5 separate regions of the Mus musculus genome follow, and all the other regions are linked to region 1. The links are chromatin contacts, called in public Hi-C and HiChIP or PLAC-seq maps. All regions are on one chromosome and are shown on one strand. Each heading gives the region's core, a stretch centred on a gene start, on an enhancer-like site or on the middle of the called end of the contact. The rest is flanking DNA. Distances are from core to core; before and after follow the strand shown. Region 1 has its middle 25 kb from the start of Tiam1. Region 2 has its middle 16 kb from the start of Gm35714. Region 3 has its middle 26 kb from the start of Gm10789. Region 4 has its middle 4.0 kb from the start of Gm10789. Region 5 overlaps Tiam1 (T cell lymphoma invasion and metastasis 1).

Region 1 (2,889 bases), core at 149-2,648:
TTTTGTTTTTCCTAAAGAAATGCCAGCCCACCATCTCCGGGGATAGCACGAAGTCTTCACATCTATAACACGAACCCACTCTCGTTAGAACAACACTACAGAACAGGACACCAAGTTCTCTGGTGGGAGAATCTGCAAGGCCTGGCAATAGGATCCAGGTTTGGCCACGTTAGTTTGTGCTTGCTTTTCTGTGCTTTCTTTACCCTTATCCCTAACCACATGCTCAAACAGAGATCAAGACTCCTCCTGCCCAGGGTCCAAGTGACTGAGGAAGCCGGCCAATGGTCCATACAAGCTAATCATAGAACTACCTTGAATTTTGTTCTTTAAAAAAAAAAAAAATTTGTTTTCTGAGTTTCTCTGTATAGCCCTGGCTGTCCTGGAACTCACTCTGTAGACCAGGCTAGCCTCGAACTCAGATATCTGCCTGCCTCTGCCTCCCAAGTGCTGGGCTTAATTTAAAGGCGTGCGCCACCACTGCCCGGCAAGAAATTATTTTATTGCAAGTTATTTATGTTGGGCAAGGGTCCTCAAGACAAGTTGCTTATGGGGTGGACAGAGGGCAACTTACAGGAATGAGTTCTCCACCTTTGACATGAAGGTTGCAGGGACCAAATGGAGGTTGAGGGGTCCAACCTTGTGTAAAGGCAACTGCCTTTACCTGCTGAGCCATCTGGCTAACTAACCCAGGTCTTGGTTTTTAAACATGAATGTGTCCAGCTTTGAACAACTTTGCTTGGGCTATACTGGTCTGAGTCAGAACAACGGAAACCTGGAAAACAGGGGTGTCAGAGAGATCCTCTCTGCATCCTCTGCTCCCCTAACTCCAGCCTCTCTTGACCCTCACCCAGGAAAACAAGTGCCACATTAGCAAGCCTTCAGACCACTGGGGCTTCTAGTCCGGCAACCCTCAGGTCTCACTCATGATGTATGGTACTCGATGGGTGTCTTGAAAGGGTTTTACTGTTCGGTTGCTCTGCAGTGATAAGCAGTGGAGGCTGGCCCTGCTAGGAGCACCGCTCTCCACCCCACATTCTGTGTAGAACATGTTGCCACTCCCCAGAGCTTTCTCTGATTATGTCCTTTCAAACAACCTTCGGTGACTCGTGCTGGCCCAACATCCTCATGTGTTTCTCTGTCGAATCTTTCTTTTTTTCCTTTCCCAAACACTGAATAGTCAGAGGATGGCTAGGATAGACTTATCTCCCTCCCACCAGTGCCTGAAAGCGGAGCGGTAGCTACAGCTGCCTTTGCCAGCCTTGAGATTACGATCTCAGAGTTCTTCCAAAGAAAGCTTTCTGGTTTGGAGGAAACCAGTTGCTTGGGGCAACCAGAGGAAGTGCCCTTGAAACCACAGGCAGTGGAGCCACGAGCAGAAAAGCCTCTTCCTGTAGCTCTGCTGAGGGGCTCTGCTTAAGGAGAGATGAGTGGTGTTGGGTTCCAAGAAAGAGCCACCAGGAGCCAGCGTGACCCGTGACAACGCTGCTGAACCCTCGGCTGCATGGGTCTTATCGCTGACTTTTATATTCACACGTCACTCCGTTATCTCTGCCAGAAAGCATGAGGTTTCAGTGTTACACGGAACGGTCCAAATGCAGGCACTAGCCTGCAGATTTCTCAATATTTCTCTGTATGGTGAGCTTCGCAGCATCCCAGGGCCTAGAAAAGGATGAAAGACCCTAGCCCTGCACTGTCTGCTTTCCTATGGATGGCCCAAAACAAAAGGATTCCAACTGCGACAAGTCTGTTAACCAAAGCGCCATTTACAAATTGCTGGTGGAGTGTTCTCTCACAGATCAACGGACAGAGCTCCTCTTCTCCAAGTGCAGCGGAGAGTACAAGAGAAGTCCTGAAAGGGCCTGGGTGAATATCCATCCACCCGTGTACTCCTCCGGCCTCTATAGGGAGCCTGATGAAGGCCCTGTAGGAGGCAGCGATGCCTGCAACCCGTGCCACAAGCAACTGAAGGCAGGGCCGGGGAGGAGAGGAAGCTGAGTTCACGCATATGGTGGGAACTGATGCATGTACGTCATAGGTGGATTACGGACGGTACAGCTAGAACTACCTGGGCTTGTGCTGGCTGCATCAGAACAGGGGCTAGAAAACCCTAATGGGCAAACTCTCCTAGGCTCTGGAGAACGTGTCAACAATCAGAGAGTACAGGCCACTGAGCCAGTGTGGCTTTGTTCCAGTATCACTTTGCGCATGAAGACTGAAATTCAAATTTCACATGCTAGTCAGTCACATGACACAGACTGTAACAGTCCTGTGCTGCCTAACAGGAGGCGCGAGTTCTGGGGGGAGCTGCACGGGGCCATGATTTCCTCACAGCAAAGACACCTGAGACCATCCCCCTCAACTAAGCCAGCCACAGCCCTGCGCGGTGCTCAGTACTCACCAGGAGGCACTGGCACATGTGTGCTGTCAGCGACCAATGTGGTATACAGTACTGCTCATCTGGTCTTTTTTCTCCCAACCACTTAAAAACCTAAGAGGCCTTCTTACGTCAAGGACCTTACACTCAGAGGAACCCAGAAGAATCCGGCCCTCGGACCAAGTTTGAGAACCCTAGATCTACAGCGCTACAGATAGTCCAGAGAGAAAGATTCCTCTCAGCTCCTGAGAGTGGGGGTTTTCCACTCTGGGCTGGGCACGCTCTCCTTATAGCCTCTGTGCCAGGGATAGGTGGGGGTTTCTGTCACACACAATGGCCCTCAACGAGTCTCTGGTAAGCGGCATCCATACCTCATGGGTTTCTCCAGCTCCAGCATGTGTCTTATTATCTAGAACATCATTTCTCCATATACATTTCCTGATCTAAGGAGCGACCCAGAAGTAACCGACCAAGCCACTGGGCTTCCCATTGTCTACCAGCACAGCCATGAATAT
Region 2 (2,889 bases), core at 214-2,713, 200 kb after region 1:
TTCAAGGTTCGCGGAAAGCACACATTTAGAGGCAGAGATCCAGGCTACTCATCTTTAAGATCCAACCCTAGGAAGGCTGGAGTGGAGGGGAGGAGTGACTGTCTCCATTGTGTCTTAGTGGATTCTGAAGGACCGATCAGCGAGTCTGGGCTCAAGACAACAGTGAAACCTTGCTGCCACCTGCTGGCCACTTAAGCCATCGTTCTGGGACCTTTGATGATCAGGAGCTAGCTTTTCTGGTATTTTGGATAGCTCATCTTTTCTCAGCACTTTTATGCTTGGCAGTTTATCTGAGCATTCTGGGTACCTGTCAATAAGAAGATGTGATTTCTTATGTCAAATCTGTATTATCATATTTGGTCTATAATCCTGGGAAAACCCAATAAAACCTGCTTTCATAAGGCAGTGGTTGAAGAAGGTGAGTATATACAAGTGTATTCCTGAAGTTCTAATGCCAGTGCATTCACCAACTGGGTGGCTTTGCCAAATTACTTCACTGTTCATAGCCTCCCTGTTCTCTGATTTAAAACAGAGCTGATCACCAGGTCTGCAGACACCAGGGACAACCTTTCAAACAGAAGGGAGGTGCTTGCTCAGTTGACTCTGTCCCCTGCCCATGAAGCTGTTCTCAGCTCCTGGGGATCCACCATCCATCTGGCAAGGGGGACACTGTGCCCCAAGGTACTCAGAGGCACTCCTGAGGAGCTGCCGGATTCCTGTCATTTCCCACAGTCCTTTGCTGATCCTCATATCCTCTCATCTTGATCACACTCTGAGGATGGGAGTCACCCCTGTTCATTGTATGCATGAATGTCTGTGTGTGTCAGAGAGAGAGAGAGAGAGAGAGAGAGAGAGAGAGAGAGAGAGAGAGAGAGAGATCGTCACTCAGTTTCTCTCTCCTGAACCCACACGTCATCCCTTTAAGGACACTAGTGTGTGAACATTATACTTGCTAAGTATATGACATAAAATCTGAAGGGTCCTTTTCAATGGTGCCTAAATGAACAGAAAGTGTTACCCTCCTAATGTCTGCTAGCTTAGCTTGCCACCCCACACACTTTGCTAAGCTTTGCTCCCAAACTATAGGTTTTGAGAAGAAAATTACTAACAGCCGAGCTTGCCCAGCAAGGCCATGCCTCTAAGCATTAAAATAAAAAGGATGTAAGACATAGAGATGTAATAAGACATTGATTGATTATTACAAATAAGAGAGAGAGAGAAAGGGAAGGAAGACTGGGACTTAGATGGCGTGTAGGCAGGCTGTGTCCTCCTGATTATGGTAAGAGGAAATGGAGGAAGGGTCACGGGGTCAGAGTTCACAGACTGTTCGCTCCACTCAGTCTGTGTCCACCCGCCTCGGGGCCTTGCAGCCTCATAAAACGAGTGGCCTCGCTCCTGCTCTACTGCTCTTATGGATCGTGGTGACATGGGTGGGAATTTCCCAACAGGCTCAGTTGATGGCGCTGTTTGGTAGGTCAAGTGTGGCCTTGCTTAGCCTGGAGAATACACAGACCCACCCACTTCCGATCTGCTCCCTTTAATTCTGTTTGCCACCAGGGATAAGAACTCTGAGCTTCTGCTCGCGCTTCCATGCCTACTATTGGCTGCTGCACCTCGATGCCGTGATGGACTCACACTCACACACACACACCCGAACCACAATCCAAAATAAGCTCCTTCCTCTATAAACTGCTTCTGGTGGGTCATGGTGCTTTATCCTAGCAAGGGAACAGTATCTAATATGTCAGGGTCATTTGCTTCTCACGTGGTTTTTTTTTTTTAAAGATTTATTTATTTATTTATTTTTTTGTCTATTTATTTAATGTATGCGGGTACACTGTCACTGTTTTCAGACACCAGAAGACAGCATCGGATGCCCATTACAGATGGTTGTGAGCCACCTTGCGGTTGCTGGGAATTGAACGCTCCAGCCCCTCTCACACAGTTGTTTCCAGGTTAGCAAACGCGGATGATAACCTACTTGAACTTGTTAGCAAGGCTTCCAAAGACATCTATTCTCAGGAACTTGGTCTTCTGTAAAGCATGTGAAATACAAATCAAAACAGCTAGCTCCTGGCCGGGCAGTGGTGGCGCATGCCTTTAATCCCAGCACTTGGGAAGCAGAGGCAGGTGGATTTCTGAGTTCGAGGCCAGCCTGGTCTACAGAGGGAGTTCCAGGACAGCCAAGGCTATACAGAGAAACCCTGTCTTGAAAACAAAACAAAACAACAACAACAAACTCAGCTAGCTCCCATTAATAAGGTATACATCCTAAGAGACTTTTTTTTCTATATATAAACATACGTGATAGTTTTACATGTAAACTAGGCACAGTAAGAGATTAACAAGATCCAAAAATAAAATAATTGTCACAATACACTGCAACAAAAATTATGTTATAAGAAAAATAAGATATGAGGTTATCTTTTAGGAATTTCCAATTAATATTTTCAAGCTTCAGATGACTGGAGTAATTGAAAACCAGAAAGTTAAAGCTTGGATGTGGAGACGACTACTGTCCATCACTGGGAGGACTACTGTCCATCACTGGGAGGACTACTGTCCATCACTGGGAGGGCCACTATCCATTATTGGGAGGGCCACTGTCCATCACTGAGAGGATCACTGTCCATTACTGGGAGGATCACTGTCCATCACTGGGGGATCACTGCCCATCACTGGGAAGATCACTGTCCATCACTGGGAGGATCACTGTCCATCACTGGGGGATCACTGCCCATCACTGGGAGGACCACTGTCCATCACTGGGAGGATCACTATCCATTACTGGGAGGATCACTGTCCATCACTGGGGGAATCACTGCCCATCACTGGGAGGATCATTGTCCATCACTGGGAGGACCACTGTCCATCACTGGGAGGATCACT
Region 3 (2,889 bases), core at 172-2,671, 180 kb after region 1:
AAAGAGAATTCATTTCACTTCATTGAAACCAACACTTCTCAGATTTGTTTGACCACAGTAATATCGTTTAATCTAGTTCTCCGTACTGAGGCCCCCACATGAGCACTGTGGAAAACACTCCAGTTGTGAGGTTTCTGGAGCCAGAAGGGGCAGTAGCCATCATTCACAGCTCTCTCTCCCCTGAGGTCTGTCAGCAAATCCACTCTGCTTGGCCTCCACGATGACACTGGCCTCTTTGTGCCCCCTTTGATGGGGGCAGAGGACTGGGAGGGACAGGGGACAACGTGGCTGAGGCTGCACAAACCGAGGAGTTCCAGAAGATGGGACATCAAGTCTCCTGGACACCCCTACACCCAGGCACAGACAAACCTTTGTTTAACCTGATACGCTCCAATTTCTTTCCTCCTCACCAGCTTCTAACAGATCCAGGGAGGGGGCTTTGGTGTCAAGTGCTGGAGAGGGATTCCTTAGTTACCGTGGTGGTAGAACGTGTGACTCTCTTAGATTTTATCTAAGATAGACAATGTATCCCACAGAAGTTCTGTCAGAACCAGGAGTAGCATTTAATCAGAACCAGGGAGTACCCAGAATGCTTATCTAGCTTTTAGTTTTGCTAAGAAGAACAAAGCTTAATGCAAATAAAATAAAATAAAATAAAATAAAATCCTGGAGCAGTGTTTTCCTTTCTTTCCGAACTGGGGCATTTTGCATAAACGCCCAGTGTTGACTCCCTCTCCCTCCTCCAGCTTCAATGTATTAGACAAGTCACTGTATTCTTTCTGTACCTTTACTTTCTCACCTGTAAAATGGGAGAGTTGACAGAAACAAAGACTCCTCTGGAAGTAAGAAAATGCGTAAAGGGCAGGGGAGCTGACTTAGCAGTTGAGTGATTGATTACTCTTCTTGCAGAGGACTCGAGTTTGGTTCCCAGCATCGACCTATGACTTTAGCTCTGGACTCCTCAGGCATCTGGGCTTATGTATGTGTGAGAGGCCGCACTGCGAGCACACACACACACACACACACACACACACTTTAAAATAAAAGTAAATTCTAAAAGAAAGACAAAGAAAATGTGTGAAAACGCCATCTGAAAACTGAGCCCTGACAGTGCTGTAATCCCAGTACTTGAGGCGTGAAAGCAAAAGATTCAGGAGGTGTTAGTCCAGTAGTCCAGCCTGGGCTGCACAAAATCCTGTGTAAAAAGCCAAAGGCCAAACCGAATGAACAATAACAAAACCCCAAGAGCCACATTTCCAGCAAGACGTGAACAAATGCTTTCAAAATCATAAAGAACAAAGACTGTGAAAGTACTGGGCAGGAGTCCACTCCGCTGTCTCCGTTTTGGAAACATATCTAGGGTCCTAAAGGAACAGCGTCTAACGTGCCTCTCAGAGTGCACTGCTGACACCTGCTGGCATATACTGGTATTACAAGGGTGCTAAGCTTGGAAATCCCTTTTTGTGATGAACAGGAGAAAACTGGACCGATTTTCATGCACATTGTGTTCCTCGGGACCAGGAATTTGGACATCACCGGGACCTTGTGGAAATGTACATATAGTCTCTGCGTTCTAATGAGACCTTCCCTGGAGCTCTCAGAGCAGACTCTAGTAATCTGTGACTTTTAAGTTGGGTGGTACAATGGTGAATTCTTATCATGCCAGCACTTGGGAAGCAGAGGTAGGAGGGCCACAAGTTCAAGGCCAGTCAAGGAAACAAATGGATATATGACCTCAAAAATAAACGTTTAAGAAAGAAAGAACAGACAAATCTTCTAGCTGGAAATGGTGGCATAGGAGGATCAGGAATTGGATGTTCAAGGCCAACCTCAGCTACTTAGCAAACCTAAGGCCAGCCTGGACTACATGACAGCTATGTCTCTAAAATAGATGTGTTTGGACTACAGAAAGTGACTAGGTGTGGAAAGAAGAAGGTACATCACAGAAAGGATTTCAAGACCTCTCAAAGGGTTCTACTGTGCCGGCCCAAGCCCTTTGGTACATACTTTCCAGGTACACAGAGTCAGGCTCTCCCTGGCCCAAGCCCTTTGGTACATACTTTCCAGGTACACAGAGTCTAGCTCTCCTCTCCCACATACACTGTTTCTCTTTGTTAAAACCCTATTTCCTACTTACTCTACTGAACACATTTTTCCTCTCACAGGGAAAATGTACAGGTTCACAAGGAAATGATGAGGAAGCAGGCCTCCCCATCACAGAGCATCCGCCTCACCCTCAGGACTTTTCGTTCTGAAGTGGCTCTAAGCAATCCTTTATTCACATAGCAGTGAACTTTGAGTTGTTCAAGCAAAACATTACACAAATGAAGTTTATCAGTTGAATTCAGTGGTACGTTACAGAAGAAAAATATAAGCTGCGCCACAAGTTCTCAAACAGAACAGGAAATCAGGCCATCAGGGAATCCAGGAAGCTGGTGTTTCCAGGACAACACCTTTAGAGCAAAAAAACATTTAGCCTTTCTTGGGTAGCCAATCCAAGCATCTATTTGCCTCAGCTTGAGTAGACTTCAGATCTCAGCTCTTCTCCCTGGAGACTAGTGGATCTCCCGAAGAAAACAGATCTGCTACAACTAAAAATGAAGAAAAGGATGACAGGGCAAGGGTATCAACGACCAAATACTGGCAAGTAATGATGTGAGGGAGGAAGGATTGTACTAGCTCATGGCTCGAGAGTGAGCACCATGGTGGCAGGAAAGCTGCCGCTGTGAGGCCAGGCCCATGGGAGAGGAGTGTGAACCTGCTTCCTCACATGTCAATCATCAGGAGGCACAGAGATAGAGAACCCATAAGCCTTGACCGTATGACCATATGACCCTGTAGCCATATCTCTGCCAACTAAGCCCCATGTCAGAAAGAAAGGAAGAAAGA
Region 4 (2,889 bases), core at 283-2,782, 150 kb after region 1:
TCACTGTAGCCAACCAATGGCATGTTATCCATCCATTAAAAAAAGAAGAGAGAGAGTGCCGGGCGGTGGTGACACATGCCTTTAATCCCAGCACTCGGGAGGCAGAGGCAGGTGGATTTCTGAGTTCAAGGCCAGCCTGGTCAACAAAGTGAGTGCCAGGACAGCCAGGGCTATACAGAGAAACCCTGTCTTGAAAAACCAAAAAAAAAGAGAGAGAGAGAGAGAGAGAGAGAGATGGACTACAGACACATGCTTCCAGAGGAAGGATGCTTAAGGGATGATATGCTGGGGCTCAGGAGACGGCTCAGTGAATAAAGTATTTGCAGGTTCCTGGCACTCACATAAAAGCCCACCTGTGACAGCTGGCCTATGATCCCAGTGCTCAAAGGATAGAAGAGACAAAGCAAAGGCTTCCCCAGGGCCGGAGGGCGGGCAGTCGGGCAGGTGGGCAGGTGGGCAGGCAGGCGGGCGGGCGGGCAGGCAGGCGGGCGGGCGGGTGGGCAGGCGGGCAGGCTAGCTGACTAACCAAAGCCTTGGTTATAAATAAAGCGGGAAGTGGTCAGGCAGACACTCAATGCCAATCTCCGGTCTCCCCACGAGAACTCATGCAGAGCTGAACACCCATGAGCCCACCCATACACGTGCAAACACAAAGGCACACGTAGGCATACGTGACACACAGATACAAACGCAAGAAAAACTAGGCTAAGCTGTCCACGGCGGCACGGATCTGTGATCCGAGCACCAGAGAGGCTGAGGTGAGTGTCGTAAGTTCAAAAGCAGCCTGTGCAATACAGCGCACGATCTGTGTGCCTGAAAAGGAACAGGAGCCAACCCCGGAGTCCCCAGAGACAACTCCCACTGGAAACCATCGCCTGGGGTGGGGGGCAGCCAGGGACACAATCCATCCAACCCCCGTGCTGCCGGTGGATGACAAAAGCCCAGAGCTGAGCCAGTGTGGTGGCACACATCAGGGAACTCCAGCACTTGGGAGGCTGAGTCAGGAAAATCTCAAGGAGAAGAAGGTCAGCCTAGGCTACAGAGCAAGAATGACTCAAAACAAACAAGCAAAGACAACCCACAGGGCTGGTAATACGGCAATAATACGGCATATCACAGAGAAGAGGTTGTGAGGTTTGAAAAATGACCTGCCAAGGCCAGGCCTGAGCCTGAGATCCCTCCCCACAGACCCTGGAGCCTTCCAGTAAGTAGGGGGACAGGAACAGCCTGCAAAGCACCCACCCTTCCCTCATGGCCGCTCAGACACCAGTTCAGATGAGCACATCTCCACCTCCTGCCCTCCTCCTCACCGACTCCATCTCCACAGCCCCCAGACCTCCACCGGGAACACTCCTAGACTGGGCCTCATCCTGACGACCTTCCACCTCCCTGGGCCGACCTGCCAGGTTGCTGGGCCTATTCTCACCTCCGCAGAGCTGACGCAGGAAATCTGGAGCAGGAGGCAGACTTGATCTGTGTTGACGAGGTTCAGAGCTCTAAGGAAGATGGGAGAGTGGCAGGGGAGATGGAAGTGGTCCCCAGGGGTGGCAGATTTCACAAAGGCAGCCTGTTTCTACAGGATATCCTGTCTTCCCCCACTGCGGCAGAAGTGCGTTTGGGGCTCCTAAGGAAATGCAACTGAAAGTCGTTAGCCTAGGAGACCCTCCGCTCCACGCCATGCCAGGCGTCAGGCGGGGGCTCAGGCCCGCTGCTGCAGCCTTGTAGCCCCTCCCTCACAAACTGTACACAGCAAGTCTCCTTAAACTAGCTCCAAGACCTCAGGCCCAAGGATTGTTCCAAACCAGACTGACCTGTAGATCCATGGATACAACCACACACACACACACACACACACACACACACACTGTCGGTTCCAACAATACAGACCCATGCCACATTTCATCTGTAAACAAGACACAATAAGAAATTCACTACATGGGGCGGGAGAAAAAAAAGAAAAGAAATTCACTACAGAGCCAGGAATAGTTGATTTTCAAGACAGGGTTTCTCTTTGTAGCCCTGGCTGTCTTGAAACGCACTGTGTAGACCAGGCTCACAGAGATCTATCTGTGTCTGCCTCCCAAGGGCTAGGACTAAAGGTGAGCACCTGGCTGACTGCTGACAGTGGTGGTGACAGAGGTTGAGAAGTGTATAGAAGGGGGAACTGTGCCTAATTATTAATGTCTTGTACACATTTACACAGGAACATTGTGAGTTCCGACACATCCAGGGTTTCAAAGTAAGAGTCCTAACTCAGAGAGAAAGAAGGGGCCAGGAAGAAATCACAGTAACTAAGACAATTGGTCCAAGGGTGTGGCTTAGTGGTAAAACTTAGCTTATGCAAAGCCTTGGGTTGGAATCCCATGACTTCAAAAACAAATAAATAGAATAGTCACAACCACATACTTTAATAAAAGCTATTTAAAAGGTAAGACTCATCCCCTTAAAAAAAAAAAAAAACACAATAATTTCCCAGGTATGACAGCACATACCGGAAATCCCAGCGTTCAGGAGTCTAAGGCAGGAGAATGGAGAGAACTGAGTTCAAGGACACCCTGGACAAGACAGAGATACTCCATCTCTAATGACTGTAGTAACACTGCGATTTGTTTCTAGATCTTTATACTTAATGTGTTTGGTCTATCATAAGCAAAGAGTAGCTGAAGTAAAACTGTAGCTAGAGGGACAGCGTGAGCCTCTGGATCATTGGTAAATCCATTCTCGAGGCGGCAGAAACTGGAACCGATACATGAAGGTTGTTTGGGGGAGGGGGTATCTTATTTTGTTTTATTCGAGCCCACCCCCCACCCTTCTTTTATTTCTACTTCCCAACTTAAAACGTTCCCAGCAGGAAACATCGGGCACCTTTCCCAATACCATTTCCCAATA
Region 5 (2,889 bases), core at 100-2,599, 140 kb before region 1:
CCTGAGCAGCTAGGGCTACAGATGAGGACTGTAGTGCTGAGCTAAGGCTTTTCTTCTTTGGCATGGAAAGGACTCCTTGAGTATGTTCACAGAACACAAACAACTGGCTATTTAATTCTCAGAAGGAACACCTTGGCTCCTGGCTGTTAATGAGACCAGCTCCATCTCCATCAACACAGTCAACAGTGGCTTAAAGAGTCGAGAGGTCATTTATGTCCTTTTCCCTTTGCAATATTTATGTATATGAGTGTTTTGCCTGCAGGCACATTTATGCACCATGTGTGTGCAGTGACTACAGAGGCCAGAAGAGGGCATCAGATAGCCCAGAATTACAATTGTGGATGGTGGTGAGCCGCCATGTGGGCACTGAGAACCTTAAGCTGGTTCCTCTGCAGGAGCCGTCCTTTTCTTAGTCACAGAACCATCCCCCCACCAGGCCCACTTTCATCCTCTTCCAACATATAACATGATCAGACTGCCACAAGAGAAAAATCCATATTTCCTCAAAAAAAAAATATAATACTTTAGAGATCTGGGGTGACCTTTTCGGCTGGCAGAAACACTCCAAATCATAACTCTTCCAGTGGAAACAACCACTTGTATCTGTTATGCGCTTACGGTTGTCGAGAGTTTCCTAATAGAAGAAGTATAGCTCAAGAAGTTGATTTAAAATGCCACTCCCTATGACATTCTGCACTGTGGTTCCTCTTTCCAAAAGGAACCTCTGAGCTGTACTTCCAGTTCTGCTTTCTGTGGGGAGTCACTCCCCTGTTTCTATCCCCAGCTCCACGACAAGCAGCTCTGTGTCCCCCAGAAAGATGACTAAGAACCGAGAAGCCAGAACATTCCCCAAGAGAGGCCCTTGGTCCCCAAACCACTGTTTATTAGAACTGAAAGATGCACTGCTCTGCTAAGAAAAGGAACCTGCCAGTGGTTACCAAGGTGACAACCGCTAACACCTACTGAGAAACCATCTTTCTGCCCTTTGTAAAATCCCAGAACTTTCGGTATTGGTGTCTTATGCTCGCCAGCCCCCTATGATTTGTATGCAGAAGAACTGATAATAATCTCAGGCCCAGATCAGAAACTGCGTTCTCTATCTCTAAGGAGACTCAGACATCCACAGATGTCTCCAAGAATCTGTGTGAATGCAGTTTCAGCAAGCTGGGTGATGCATTAGATGGATGGTCGGGGAGGTGGGGGAGGGGGGTGTTACACCCACAAGATTTACCCCGTCAGTTCTGATAAGATGGTAGAAGTTGCACAAAATTGGAGCGCTTTCACTGTGGCAACCGCCAACTGATTTTAGAGTCACCGATTAAAAAGAAAGGTGTTCAGCAAGAGTCTGTCCTGATGACTCAACTCTTATCTGAGCATCATCTGTGGGTTTCAACGTCTTTGGTGGCAGCGCAGCCCTGCTTTTTGGACAAGCAAAGGCGACTTTCCACTCCGGGATTTCTGTGATAAGCAAGGTTATTTCTGCCAGCTCTGTGGCTCTGAATGAAGCTCATTCCATCCCACCAGCTACAATTACCACAAGTACATGCACGATTTGAAAATTATCTCAGACGGGGTGTTCGAGGACAGTGGTCGTAAACATTACCAGCTCGTAAATGTCCTCCTCGGGCTGCGGGATGTAGAACTGCACTCTGTTCTCCATTAGGAATTTCAGGCGCAGGTAATGGGCGGAATGATCCAGTTGATGTGTCTAGGACAGGAAGGGAGGAAAATGTCTGTTTAGTAGTGAACAGGAGGGATTCCGTCCTCGAGAGATCGGGAGACTTGTTATCTTGTTCCCTAAGGCAATGGGGATGGGGGTTGGGTGGCAGGTTTCTATACTTAAAAAAAAAAAAAGGTTAGACTACAAATCGGACCTGGAACTCATTAATAAAATGTCATACGGATCATGCAACTCAGTGCAGAAAACTGAGCCACAGACCCGTGTGTTTGGTTTGAGTTTTCAACTGTATCTCTTAAAGAAGCTCTTGCACGTCATGGCATACACTCACATGGTGAGGTGGAACGGACACACGGAGGAACGGAGGAACAGAGAAACAGAGAAACGGGGTGGGGGGGGTTACAATGAGAGAGAAAACGGCTGCTGGGCCCCAGGACAAGTGTTAGGGGCTCACTGCAAGCCGGCCATCACACAAGCAAGAAGAGGCCAGGGTTCCAGCCTTGCTTATGTATCCCAGAATGGGACTCCCTCGGGGCTGTGAGAGTGCACCTCCAGCCTGGGATGCACAGCAAATGGCTTGGGAATTAGAGCTCTCGGGGCCTCACCGTTCCTCTAAGACAGCTCCGTGGATCTACACTAAGATACCATCCTGGAGTTAATCTGACTAAAGAAGAACCATGATTAATATGGTTTTATAAATATTTTTCAATCCACAGCCAAGAAGACACATGGGAGAAAACAAACACGCTTTTCAAATGTTAGAAGACAACAAGGAATTACAGCACAAGAGAGGATTTAAACGGGTAGGTTTAATTTTGAAGTGTCGTTATCGTTTGAAACTGCACCTTAAAACACTAGCAAGGAAGAGATAAACTGTTTGGAATTTGCTTCCAAAGTCATTCACACTTGGAGACAGAATAAACAAACCAATGAAACATGGTAATTATATATCCTATGCAATGGGCACACGAGGATGTATTACATGGATCTCACTTCTACATACATTTGAAATTTCTCAACTTTTTAAAATAAAATTTCAATTTTATATGAAGTAAGCGATAAAAAAAAATGTCCTGTGGTGAGAACTATCTTTTAATAAGTAAAATTTAGTGTAGCAGGTAAGAACTCTTCCTTTATACTGCCAGTATGTATAAATACATAGCCCAAAATGGTGCTCCAGTCATTATCCCCTCAACGTTCAGTGAGACACA

The links. A called contact is a pair of places that touch in the nucleus more often than the background predicts. HiChIP or PLAC-seq counts read pairs in DNA pulled down with a chosen protein or histone mark.
Region 2: a contact with region 1 is called in a Hi-C map of bone marrow-derived macrophages, with 2.1 times the contacts expected there. The contact joins two enhancer-like sites. A contact is called at or near these places in 4 of 484 Hi-C or Micro-C datasets (LSK cells, Th1 cells, bone marrow-derived macrophages and 1 more), 5 of 115 datasets of contacts at active chromatin or transcription factors (CD8 T cells, T-cell acute lymphoblastic leukemia, bone marrow-derived macrophages and 2 more) and 4 of 9 other capture datasets (adipose tissue, liver, macrophages and 1 more).
Region 3: an H3K4me3 HiChIP or PLAC-seq map of bone marrow-derived macrophages shows a contact between it and region 1, with 2.5 times the contacts expected there. The contact joins two enhancer-like sites. A contact is called at or near these places in 1 of 15 datasets of contacts at CTCF or cohesin (large pre-B cells), 1 of 484 Hi-C or Micro-C datasets (granulocyte-monocyte progenitors), 7 of 115 datasets of contacts at active chromatin or transcription factors (CD8 T cells, T-cell acute lymphoblastic leukemia, acute myeloid leukemia and 3 more) and 5 of 9 other capture datasets (adipose tissue, embryonic stem cells, liver and 2 more).
Region 4: an H3K4me3 HiChIP or PLAC-seq map of bone marrow-derived macrophages shows a contact between it and region 1, with 5 times the contacts expected there. The contact joins two enhancer-like sites. A contact is called at or near these places in 4 of 39 promoter capture datasets (the 3T3-L1 cell line, the C10 cell line, the HPC-7 cell line and 1 more), 2 of 15 datasets of contacts at CTCF or cohesin (the NIH/3T3 cell line and large pre-B cells), 9 of 484 Hi-C or Micro-C datasets (CD4 T cells, CD8 T cells, the N1E-115 cell line and 5 more), 17 of 115 datasets of contacts at active chromatin or transcription factors (the HPC-7 cell line, SST interneurons, bone marrow-derived macrophages and 11 more) and 4 of 9 other capture datasets (adipose tissue, liver, macrophages and 1 more).
Region 5: a contact with region 1 is called in a Hi-C map of bone marrow-derived macrophages, with 43 read pairs. The contact joins two enhancer-like sites. A contact is called at or near these places in 11 of 484 Hi-C or Micro-C datasets (the HPC-7 cell line, Th1 cells, bone marrow-derived macrophages and 7 more), 5 of 115 datasets of contacts at active chromatin or transcription factors (CD8 T cells, T-cell acute lymphoblastic leukemia, bone marrow-derived macrophages and 2 more) and 5 of 9 other capture datasets (adipose tissue, embryonic stem cells, liver and 2 more).

Annotation. Positions count from the first base shown.
Region 1 is chr16:89,984,858-89,987,746 of GRCm38.p6, forward strand. It overlaps a transcript of Tiam1 not described here. Among named protein-coding and RNA genes, the nearest start is that of Tiam1, 25 kb to the left of the region's middle. Within about 2 kb of position 1,399, at least 121 of the 459 cell types and tissues checked have an H3K27ac peak or open chromatin away from gene starts, as enhancers often do. A contact at or near this core is called in CD8 T cells, T-cell acute lymphoblastic leukemia, Th1 cells and 8 more, where this site is marked.
Region 2 is chr16:90,186,233-90,189,121 of GRCm38.p6, forward strand. No RefSeq gene overlaps it. Among named protein-coding and RNA genes, the nearest start is that of Gm35714, 16 kb to the right of the region's middle. Within about 2 kb of position 1,464, at least 11 of the 459 cell types and tissues checked have an H3K27ac peak or open chromatin away from gene starts, as enhancers often do. A contact at or near this core is called in bone marrow-derived macrophages, where this site is marked.
Region 3 is chr16:90,166,465-90,169,353 of GRCm38.p6, forward strand. No RefSeq gene overlaps it. Among named protein-coding and RNA genes, the nearest start is that of Gm10789, 26 kb to the left of the region's middle. Within about 2 kb of position 1,422, at least 5 of the 459 cell types and tissues checked have an H3K27ac peak or open chromatin away from gene starts, as enhancers often do. A contact at or near this core is called in bone marrow-derived macrophages, where this site is marked.
Region 4 is chr16:90,136,774-90,139,662 of GRCm38.p6, forward strand. It overlaps a transcript of Tiam1 not described here. Among named protein-coding and RNA genes, the nearest start is that of Gm10789, 4.0 kb to the right of the region's middle. Within about 2 kb of position 1,533, at least 48 of the 459 cell types and tissues checked have an H3K27ac peak or open chromatin away from gene starts, as enhancers often do. A contact at or near this core is called in bone marrow-derived macrophages, double positive thymocytes and thymic regulatory T cells, where this site is marked.
Region 5 is chr16:89,848,047-89,850,935 of GRCm38.p6, forward strand. It overlaps Tiam1 (T cell lymphoma invasion and metastasis 1), which reads right to left. Exons shown (of 28, transcript NM_009384.3): 12 at 1,604-1,708. Among named protein-coding and RNA genes, the nearest start is that of Gm52239, 55 kb to the left of the region's middle. Within about 2 kb of position 1,350, at least 86 of the 459 cell types and tissues checked have an H3K27ac peak or open chromatin away from gene starts, as enhancers often do. A contact at or near this core is called in CD8 T cells, T-cell acute lymphoblastic leukemia, Th1 cells and 6 more, where this site is marked.